Linked DNA regions of Zea mays: all the other regions are linked to region 3. The links are chromatin contacts, called in public Hi-C maps. All regions are on one chromosome and are shown on one strand. The core of a region is the stretch at or near the end of the contact, and the rest is flanking DNA. Distances in the headings are between cores, read along the strand shown. Region 1 holds the start of LOC103651236. Region 2 holds the start of LOC100382457. Region 3 holds the start of LOC103651238 (protein STICHEL-like 3).

Evidence for each region. Hi-C and Micro-C count contacts between places; a contact is called where the count stands out from the background.
Region 1: a contact with region 3 is called in a Hi-C map of ear, with 2.2 times the contacts expected there. The contact joins the promoter of LOC103651236 here to the promoter of LOC103651238 in region 3. A contact is called at or near these places in 4 of 25 Hi-C or Micro-C datasets (ear, endosperm, root tip and 1 more).
Region 2: a Hi-C map of tassel shows a contact between it and region 3, with 2.4 times the contacts expected there. The contact joins the promoter of LOC100382457 here to the promoter of LOC103651238 in region 3. A contact is called at or near these places in 2 of 25 Hi-C or Micro-C datasets (leaf and tassel).

Annotation. Positions count from the first base shown.
Region 1 is chr3:205,888,167-205,891,491 of Zm-B73-REFERENCE-NAM-5.0, reverse strand. It overlaps LOC103651236, which reads left to right and starts at 1,722. Exons shown (of 1, transcript XM_008676854.4): 1 at 1,722-3,325. The coding sequence starts at 1,999. The coding sequence ends at 3,021. LOC100272283 reads left to right here. Exons shown (of 5, transcript NM_001146770.1): 5 at 1-400. The coding sequence ends at 53.
Region 2 is chr3:206,541,640-206,545,259 of Zm-B73-REFERENCE-NAM-5.0, reverse strand. It overlaps LOC100382457, which reads left to right and starts at 1,269. Exons shown (of 3, transcript NM_001321426.1): 1 at 1,269-1,553; 2 at 1,636-2,812; 3 at 2,905-3,366. The coding sequence starts at 1,373. The coding sequence ends at 3,241.
Region 3 is chr3:206,241,047-206,244,564 of Zm-B73-REFERENCE-NAM-5.0, reverse strand. LOC103651238 (protein STICHEL-like 3) reads right to left here and starts at 1,864. Exons shown (of 7, transcript NM_001364965.1): 1 at 1-1,864. The coding sequence starts at 1,616.

The DNA.
Region 1 (3,325 bases), core at 473-2,972, 350 kb after region 3:
ACGAGATACTCCTGCACATGTCTCAGCTTAGGAATTATTGGCTCAAGCATTGAGATGCAATGATAACCAAACCAGGGCGAAGCAACTAGAACAGCATGCAAAGCACTGTCGTCCATTGATGCATGGACATTCAGCAGTCGGCGCCTCCGCAATCAGGCGTTCGCACCAACTAATCCAGCCTTTTGAGCTGTTGACTGTCCAATATGGCCCCCTGTACATGATTACCCAATCAACACTCTGGGGATGCGGACAAGGTGCTAAAATCAGCTGATCATGGTTTTTTTCTTTATTTCTATTGTGTACACGTACAATCCCAACCAACGTTTTCCCCTTGTTCCCATCTGATTATAGGCTTGTGTATACTGTGGGGTTAAATGATTAATAAATTCTGGTGTTAGCTAATCACCAGCGGGAATCTCACTTTTTTGTCTGCCACCTATATCATATGCTCCCTTGGACCCTGCAGCATACAAATGGCAGGAGGTGCATGAACCTGACCTGTTAAGAACTGGCTTTGTGGTGTACAGAATGTATTGAGAGCGCCACATTATTGGGATCCCTTTCTATCACACAGTGTCCTTTGTAAAATATACCTGAGAAAGGAGCCAGTGGACCGGTACAGGTTCGCCTGGAGACTGACAGAATGCTGGTAATATTTTACTCCAGGCAGACTTGGCTGTAATTTTGTTGATCCTGGTGAAACAGTAGGCTTTCAGTAGTCCATCTGCCCTACACCTCTATAGTTTAAAGTTCTGACACCCATGTCTTCCTCCTAAAAAAACACACGTTTGTCCTTATTAGGGCCACGTCTTAAAAAGCCGTGCGCCGTCTACGCGATAGATAGATGCTTGTATAATCCAAGAGAAGAGAACAGGTCGTCTGCCTAACCACAGCTGGAGCAAGCACGCGTTCGCCGCTAAACAATGCAAGCGCTGATGCCATGGGAGAAACAGCACGCTAACAAGCTGTTGCTTTTTTTTTGTGCTGGGTGTGTCGTTCAGCTACGTATTTGTAGTAAGTATAGTAGACAGCTGTGCCGTGGCAGCAGTGGTGTACAGTGCAGAGTGGAGTTGCCGTAGTCAATGCCCGGTACTCGCCGGCATCATGCACAGCGGCTGGGGGAGCAGTTGCAGGTTGCAGCCTTGCAGTAAAGGGCAGTTGATCGCACGGAAAGCGCAGCCGACTGATCGATCTACTCCTCCCGTGTCTTTAGTCTTTACTTCGCCCAAACTGTGCTGCGGCCCGCCTTGCTCCAGTGTGTTCTGTTTTGAGCCAGTCTGCCATCACAAAGCTGTAGCTGTTGCTGTTCCCTTCACGGAAAAGCTCTACTTTCAACCAGCTGAGGGCTGAGCTGAGCTGACTCCGGCGAAAACACGCAGCGCGGGCGCGCAGGACTCAGGAGCCCCCCCCCTGCGGCCCCACGCCAGGCGGCCCCGGTCCCATCGGGCATCCCCATGCAATGCAATGCGACGCGGCACAACAACGCGACACTAGCATGGCACGAACCAATCTTGTACGTATCCCTTGTTCGTAACCTAAATCCAGGAAGAATAGTAAAAGCATCTGGGACACAGCGAATACGGCATCCGGCGGCCGCGAACGACGTGGTGGCCGTCCGTACGGCCGTAACGGCACGTCTCGGGCCATCTCTTCTCCCCCGCTTACGTTACGTGCGAGCGAGAGCGCGCCAACCGCCCACGCCACGACCCGAGGGTTGCCCACCCCTACCACACCAGGCCATGTCTCTGTCTGCCTGGGCGGCCGGACGGACCTGGCAGTTTTTTTGTTCCTAGCTCGCGGCACGGGCGGTTAAAGCCGCGCGCGCGAGGCCGCATTAGCTCGGCACGAATGCGATAGACCAACAACACAACACCCGCTCCCGCGAACGTCCCCGCCTTGGCGCCTTCTCTCCACAGACCAGACCACACGGCCCACGCACGCTCAGAGCAGAAGCAGAGGCAAGGCAACCGGCGGAATCAAGCAAGAGCACATCTGCGCATGCACCTCCGCGAGGCCATGGAGGACTCCGTGTCGGGCGCTGGCGCTGGCGCCGGGCGTAAGAAGCTGAAGCACCGGCTCGCGGCGATGCTCTCGGTGTTCTCCCGGCGCGCGGGGGGCGGCAGCAGGAAGCGCCGCGACGGCGAGGACGAGGCGAAGCCGCCGCCGCCGCTGGCATTCCCGTCGTACTCCAGCCTCGGCAGCGGCAAGAAGCCCGGAGGTGGTGGTGGGGTCGCCGACCGCCGCCTGTCCCTGTCCGCGCCGCTGGTTCACATCACCATCGACTGCGCGGGCCGCCGCTCCGTCGACGCGGCGGACCCGTCCCTCCTCCTCTCCCTCGACGCCGCCGGCAGGAGGGCGGACCGGCGGTCCACGGCCGCGGGGCCCGGGCTGTTGCCGCACGAGTCCGGCGGCGAGTGGGAGGGCCGCAAGTGCCCGCCGTCCTCGCCGTCCGTGGCGCGCCTGCCGCCGCTGCCGCCGCTGGCGAGGTGGAAGCAGGGGCGGGGCTCCTCGCGCCGGCCGTCGTCGCGCCGCCTGGCCAGCAGCTCGTCGTCCGACGACGAGTACGACGAGGACTCGAGGAACCTCTTCTCGTCGCGGAGCTTGTCGTCCGACTCGTCCGACTTCTACAGCTGCCCGCGCCGGAACGCCAGCGCCAGCAGGGGGCGCGCGTCCGTCTCGGGCCCGTGCCGCGCGCTGGCGCTGGCGCCGGCGCCGGCGCCCCCGCGCCGCGGCGCGTCGCAGAGCTGCCGGTACAGCTTCGAGCTCCCGCGCGGCTCGTCGGCGACGGACGGCGGGTTCGCGGTGGTCAAGCGGTCGGCCGACCCGTACGAGGACTTCCGCAAGTCCATGCAGGAGATGATCGCAGAGTGGCCCGCTGGCGGGGCCGGAGGCGGCGGCGACGACGAAGGCGAGCACAGCGCGGAGCGGCTGCTGGAGACGTACCTCGTGCTCAACTCGCCGCGGCACTACCCGGCGATCCTCGCGGCTTTCGCCGACGTGCGGGAGACGCTCTTTCCGTGAGCTTCGTCAGCAGCGATCGGCAGGCGGCGCCGTGATGTTGATAGCATTAACCTTGTCAGACGCAAGTACGTAGTGGCGATAGAATTGAGCATGTGCGTTGCTGTGTGCGTACGTGCCTGCTAACCGCTGCGTAATGCAGACTCTGTTCCCTAGTCCCTGTCCCTCTGATGGTAATCTCCCTTAGTCTCGTTAATGTTAATTTTGTGAGCTTGGCTGCCCTGTTGTGTACATATTGCCTCCTTTTTGTTGTCCTTGTCTCTGCAGTCTCAGTACTTAGTACTAATGTATATTACACATTTCCCCC
Region 2 (3,620 bases), core at 20-2,519, 300 kb before region 3:
TTAAAATTGTTAAATTTTGAAATTTATTTTTTTATATCTTTTGATGGCCTTTGACGACGTCATATGGTGCATTTGGTTGCAGGACAGCGTGGACAAGGACGTCCCCTGGTGTTCTCTCTCGTCGCTCCAATTTTGAGGGACAACTGGAGACAACAGTGAGATAGTCCTGTTCTAAACCTTAAACCTTAACCAAACAATTTTATTTAAGGGATCGTCTCATGTCGACCCGTTCTGTCATTGTAACCAAACGCACCCCTAACTCCTAAACATGCTACTTTATTTTTATACTCGGTTTGTTACTCGTTTGTTTTCATCCTCACATGCATCATATTCATATCTTGCATCCAATCCAATCCAATCCAAGGCAGACGATCACCCGAAGGCATTTTGATAACTGATACACATACATTGGCACTGCTGCCACCACATGGTCACAAAGCTGGCTCCAAATACGTACTGTGCCTCTGTACTCGGTGTCTCGGTGCTAGGTGGATGGTTGAAAACTTGAAGTCCAAACACAAACAGTTCGAGAAACAACCTCTGCCCGCGCCATTGATTTCTCCCTCTGAAGCCACAGTCCAGCTCGTACAGGTGCCACATCCGTGTCGCTCTGCCACGCCGACGCGCACTGCCTGCCCCACGCATGGAACTTATGGAGCCACAGCGATGGTAGCTAGCTGAGAGTAAATTCTTGAACTATTGGAGGGAGGAGACTGATGAAAATGGACCGGACACCGGCCATTAACGCCACACCTGCAAGGCACGCATGCATGCAGCCATGCATGTACGTGATGCGCGGACGACGTACGCCCCATCACCGTGCCCCCTTAGCTTGCTGAAGTGCTGTTCGAGAACTAACCCTCGTCGCGCCGCGTGCACGCGCTCGGCGCGGCGACGACGACACGACGGCACCGCCTGCACATGGCCGTCGACCACGGTGCATACTGGCGCTGGCGCAGCGGGCGGCAGAGTTCCGCAGCAGTGCATGCATGGCGTTCGTTCGTGGCGCGTCGGTGCGTGCAAGTCGGAACTGGGTCACGCGATAGTGAAAGGATGGTACGATGGTGCCGGCCCATCAAGACGTGGCGTTACGGCCCATTTCCATTTCGGTGAACTGCGCGGTGTTCACCCCAGCTACCTCGGCCGGACTCTCTTCCCTCTAGGAGTGTCAGTCTTTTGATTCAGTGCATTTATTCGGTGCGCTATCCTTTGCCCTGTGCACGATGCAGCAGATTTTTATATGCGAACGAGAAGGCGCGAGCTGTGTTATATAGTAGACCAGCAGCTAGTAAGGCTAGCTGGAAAGCTCACTACCCTGTAAACCTCCAGCAAGCTTCAGCTAGCTCATTGCCTCCTTGCAAGGAGTGTGGAGATGGCTACTAGGCCGGCTCTCGTGTTCGTTTGCTGCTGCCTCTTGCTGGCGTACGCCGCGGCAGCGCGTGTGCTCGACGAGGGCGAGCCTTTTGGCCGCCTGAAGAATGCTGCGCGCCGTCTCCGCGATGGCGAGCCTTTCGGCGGCCGGAAGGACCCCGCCGACCCGGACCACTCTCCCGGTTCGAGGCCCACGAGCCACGACTTCCAGTTTCTTCGTATTCTCTCAACTGACACGACGTTGTGTGCGCTCTTTCCTTGCAGGCTCACACGGGACTCCGCCCTGCCCGCCGTCCATCGGCACCTCGCCGACCACGCCAACCACACCCGGCGGCGGCAGCTACTACCCGCCTTCGCCAGACATCGGCACTTCCCCGACCACACCGACAGCTCCAGGCGGTAGCGGCGGGTACGATGCTCCCCCGTCACCGTCCAGCGACACCTCCCCGACGACGCCCGGTGGTGGCTACTACGGTCCCCCCTCGCCATCATCTGACACCTCCCCGGTGACGCCTCCTGGCGGTGGCGGCGGCGGATACAGTGCTCCTCCTTCGCCGTCCAGTGATACCTCCCCATCGACGCCCGGAGGTGGTGGTGGCTGTAGTGTCCCCCCTTCGCCGTCCAGTGATACTTCTCCACCGACACCTGGAGGTGGTGGTGGGTACTATGGGCCTCCCTCGCCGTCCTCTGACACCTCCCCGACCACGCCCGGCGGTGGTGGTACTGGAGGGTGTAGTGCTCCCCCTTCGCCGTCTAGTGGCAGCTCTCCATCAACGCCCGGAGGTGGTGGTGGGTACTACGGACCTCCCTCGCCGTCCTCTGACACCTCCCCGACGTCGCCGCCTGGCGGTGATGGTGGAGGGTATAGTGCTCCCCCTTCGCCGTCCAGTGACACCTCTCCATCGACACCTGGAGGTAGTGATGGAGGGTGTAGCGCAACCCCTCCGCCGTCCAGTGGCACCTCTCCGTCGACGCCTGGAGGTGGTGGTGGAGGGTGTAGTGCTCCCCCTTCGCCATCCAGTGACACCTCTCCATCGACGCCTGGTGGTGGTGGTGGGTACTATGGCCCTCCTTCGCCGTCTTCTGACACCTCTCCGACCACACCGTCTGCGCCTAGTGGTGGCTACTACGGACCTCCGTCGCCGTCCAGTGACACTTCGCCGACCACTCCTGGCGGCGGCTACTACGGCCCTCCATCGCCGTCCAGTGATACTTCCCCCACAACCCCTGGCGGCAGTGGCGGCGGCGGCTACTATGGCCCCCCTTCACCGTCCTCTGAAACCTCCCCGACCACGCCTGGCGGCGGTGGTGGGTACACGCCGACTCCACAAGTGCCGTTACCGCCTATCAGCACATCACCACCGTTCTCTCCACTGACGCCAACACCGACTACCCCAACGCCGTACGACCCCAACACGCCGCCCTTCACGGGCCCATGCACGTATGTAAACGTAACCCCCCTAAGCCCTTGTACACAAAACCCCTGGCACACCCTAACGTATGCAACGTCGCTCGTGTTTTCTGGCTTTGCAGCTACTGGATGATGCACCCGGGCGTGATCTGGGGCCTATTCGGTTTCTGGTGCCCGCTGGTGCGGCTGTTCGGCCCGAGCGCGGCGGTGCCGTTCGGGCACGACCTCACCGTACCGGAGGCGCTGGCGAACACGCGCGAGGACGGCATGGGCGCGCTCTACCGCGAGGGCACGGCGTCGTTGCTCAACTCCATGGTGAACAACAGGTTCCCCTTCACGACGCAGGAGGTGAAGGACGCATTCGGTGCTGCGCTCAACTCTGGTGACGACGGCGCCGCCGCGGCACAGGCGCGTCTGTTCAAGAAAGCAAATGAGGGGCACGTCATCAGGCAGAACTAGCTAGGCGGCAGTCGCCGTGTGTATGTCCGCAATGCAACTATGTGCGCGGCGAGCATGCAGGGCTTGCTTAGGATCTGCACGTATGTGTTTGATGATGGGGTGAAGTTATCATCACTTATCTCGATACCTCTTTGGATCTATCTTGTATCAGTTGCGCATGTGGTCTTAACTCCTAAAGCCCTGTTTCGATACTTCTGGCTTATTGTTTATGAATGGTTAATAATTAGTCAGCAAATAATTAGCTAGCAAAAATTTGTTAGTGTATATTTAGAGACTTATCTAATCTATTACTCTATTAGCACCTATTAGCAAGGTCAAATTATTAATGGGCAAACAATTCATAGGTCCTCCCGCTAACAATTAGCTAATTTGTTAGCCG
Region 3 (3,518 bases), core at 615-3,114:
GATGCAATTAGCTTCATTGCATCTTTATCAACATCTAGACTCTCGCTGGTGCAAATCCACTGCAATGTATTGACAATGTCGGACTCCCTCAGCTTTGGGAAAAAGAACTTCTGGCATCTCGACAGGATGATGTGAGGAAGTTCAAGGTTTGGACTGACAAGGATAAACACAACTCGACGGGGTGCCCGGTCCACAACTTTTGAGATAGCACTCCAAGTGTCAGCTGGCAGAGTATCACAGTCATCAAATATAAACACCCTGTAGTGTGATGGTGCAGGTGAAAGCATCACATTATCGAGGACGTCCACAATGCCCTCCATGTCGATGTTGCCAACCGGCCCAATCTCCATCAGGCTCCTGCTCTTGCCGAGATTGTGAGCAATGCACGACGTGCATGAGTCACAGGGCCTGGGGTGCTCAGAGGAGAGGCAATTGAGCGCCTTGGCAAAGACACGGGCGCACGAAGTCTTGCCCGTGCCGTGCGGACCATAGAATACATACACCAACCCAATCTTCCTCCTCAGGATGGCGTTGGACAGCGCCTGCACCACCAAGCTCTGGCCAACAACGTCTTTGAACGTCTTTGGTGCGAACTTCTGTGTCAGGCTACGATGACGCCCACGGCCATGCTGCGAGCGCGAGGCCAGTGACTTGTGCCCCGACTGAGACTCAGACAGCAGGTCGGAGTCCATCTCGCTTGTCTGGTTAGAGAAAATCCCAAGCTCTCCGGAGTAGCTTCCAGAAGAAATGACGCCAATGCGTTTGCGAGCACCGGAGGTGGCAGCCTCCTCAACAAGCAGGGGCAGCGCGTCCGAGTCCGAACTGGTCGACGAAGCCAGCCTCTCGGACTTAACGGGGAAAAGGGGACGGACACCTGAGGCGGCGGGCGCTTCGGACTTTCGCCCCGCCGCCGACTTGGAGTCGGAGAGGCCGCACGAAAGGCTGCGGCCGGCCATGTCGAGGATAGACTTGCCCCGGTGGTGCAGACGCGACCAGTTCCATGGAATGCCACAGACGTTGCGCGAGTCCTGCGGCAAATGCTGCTGCAGCTCCACCACGCCATCGCCGTCGTCGTCGCCGCCGCCGCCGCCATGGAACAGGTATTTGTTGCCGCAGACGGCCTCCTGGGAGCTGGAGTTGACGGAGAGCGCGGCCGCGCGGTCTGGAGGCTTGCTGGCAGCGGCGGCGCGGCGGCCTGCCCGACGTTTGAACCGGCGGGGCGGGCGGCGGCCGGGCTTCGGATGGGGGTTCTCGGCTAGCTGGTCCAGGAGCGTCTTGAGCGCCCCGGCGCTGCGGCGGGACTTGGCGGGGAGATCGGCGTCGTCGTCGTCGTCGTCGTCGGTGCCATCGTCGGGGTCGGCCGCCACCCTGGACGACTCGACGGAGCGGCGCGTGGACGGGTCCCGGAGCGATCGCGAGCGCTGCAGCGCGAGAAGGTCGCGCATCAGCGACGCGGACGCCGGGCTCCGCCTCCGGCCCGACGACGACGCGCCTCCCGCTCCCGCGTGCGCGTGCGCGTGGTGGTGGCGCAGGTGGATGCAGTTGGTGAGGTGCGCGTGGCCGCGGAAGTGGCCCCCGGCACCGCCCCCCGCCGTGGCACGGTCGGGAGCGGGCATTGCGAGGCGGCACGGCGCGCGTCTTTCCCAGTGCCACTCTACCTTGCCCTCACTGAGGCGCGACGCGAGGGGAAAGAAAAGAGACACCCGCCTCCGCTAGGCCATTTGAGGAGGGAACCAGGGGGGAAAGCCGGCCCTGGGCCGCCGGTTGGCGTGTGTGATTATGGCGGTGTGGTTCGGAGATTTCGCCTTTTTCGTTGGATCCTGGAGGGTTTCACGGGAAGAGCGACGGAGGTAGGGGGAGGGCGAGTCAAGTTGGGTGACCGGAGTGGGTGTGGGTGCCTCCGCCTCGTGCCGGGTGTGGGAGCGGGCGGTGCTTTCGGGGGGCTCGCGAGTTGCGTCCAACGGCCCAAGGCGTCGGAGTTTTTTTTTTTTTTTGGTGGGGGAGGGGATCCGTTCAGAAAGGAAGCCAGAGCACGGCACGGGGCCACGAGGGCAATGGGCCCAGGGGTCCGCGCGTCTGCGGCACGGCGGCGCTACGGGCACCCGGCATAACAAGCAGCTGGGGCCGGGAGCGTTTCGTCGTGTTTGGCTTGCTGTTGGAGCGCTGCAATGCAATGTAGCGTGGGCTTTGGCTACGCTACGGTTCGCGTGATCAAAGCAAGCATCCCGCTTCCCGCCTGCAAAAGAAAAAGTGCGCGTACAGGTCGGCTGGTGCATGCACGGCGTCGCCTCCCTGTTCTAGCGAGCGCGGCCGGCAGGCTACAGTCTACACGTTCTCCGGCCGTCCGGCCGCCGTCGAACCCGACGAGTTAGAGGCCGCGGGCATCTAGTACTGCTGAGTAATTACGAGATGAATCTGCCTGGGCGCACGGTGCACTTGCTAATGATTTTTTGGGTTCGGGGGGTGTTTGGGCTAGGGTACGAAAATAAAGAGCGACCGGCGGGTGACAGGGCCTGAGCAGCAGGACGCGCCGTCCGTCGGTCTGGTCCGTTTTGGGGAACGGCTAGATCGCAGGACAATGCCGGTTCCTGTACGGCGCACACTGCTGAACGACGGCGTCGCCGGCGGCCAAATCATTACTACTACTACTTGAGATTCTCATGCAGCATCTGTCAAATGGAGACGGGCGGTCGATTCAGGATTCGTGCCGGCACTGCGCATGACCAAGTGGCGCTGAAAGCGAGGAGGCCCATGCGCCGCCTTCGAGTGCGCTGTCAGAATCTAGGCTCTTGGTGCCGGTGGATATTTGTTTTTTAACCAAAGTTTAATTGAAGTCACATAAAATATTCAAATGCAAATCACTGACTATTAAATATAATAAAATACATGTGGATTCGAGATTGAATATTAGAATACCCAGAGAAAGTCTTATGCGGGAGGGGTTATACTACTTACACACGATGCATACACTTAATAAGTTCATGTGCCGCTGGACATTTAACTCCCCTCGACATATTAAAAGATGGTAAATAGAACAGAAGACCATAGTTGATAGTATTGTGCATCAGTCACATCTAAAACCTTCTAGGTCACTCCTTTCCCATGCATGGCACACAATTTCCCTATCAAATCTTAACCACCACCACCGTCACAAAATTGAGTGTGCTAATAAGCGCATCTCCTTTGTTTTTCTCCAGCAAGATTTGATAGAGGATATATAGACGCACAACTTGACGTACTTTAGTGAGCTAGCTACTTTTTCATCACTAAAACTGCTAGGAGCACATCTAGTTGCACTGGCTGCGATAAATAAAAAGTTGCGAATAGATCAGCTTCCATATGAGCTAGTAGCGCAGTACTTACTACGACGACTCCCATGCTGTCATCAGCATGTGGATAAGCTGTGGGCTAATCTCAGTTGTATAGTCGCATAGAAGCTAGAGTAGTCATAGCCGTAGGCAGAATCTTGCCTAATCCCGTCGTGGGGCATAAACTAGCAGTTGAACCAGGACTTGGGA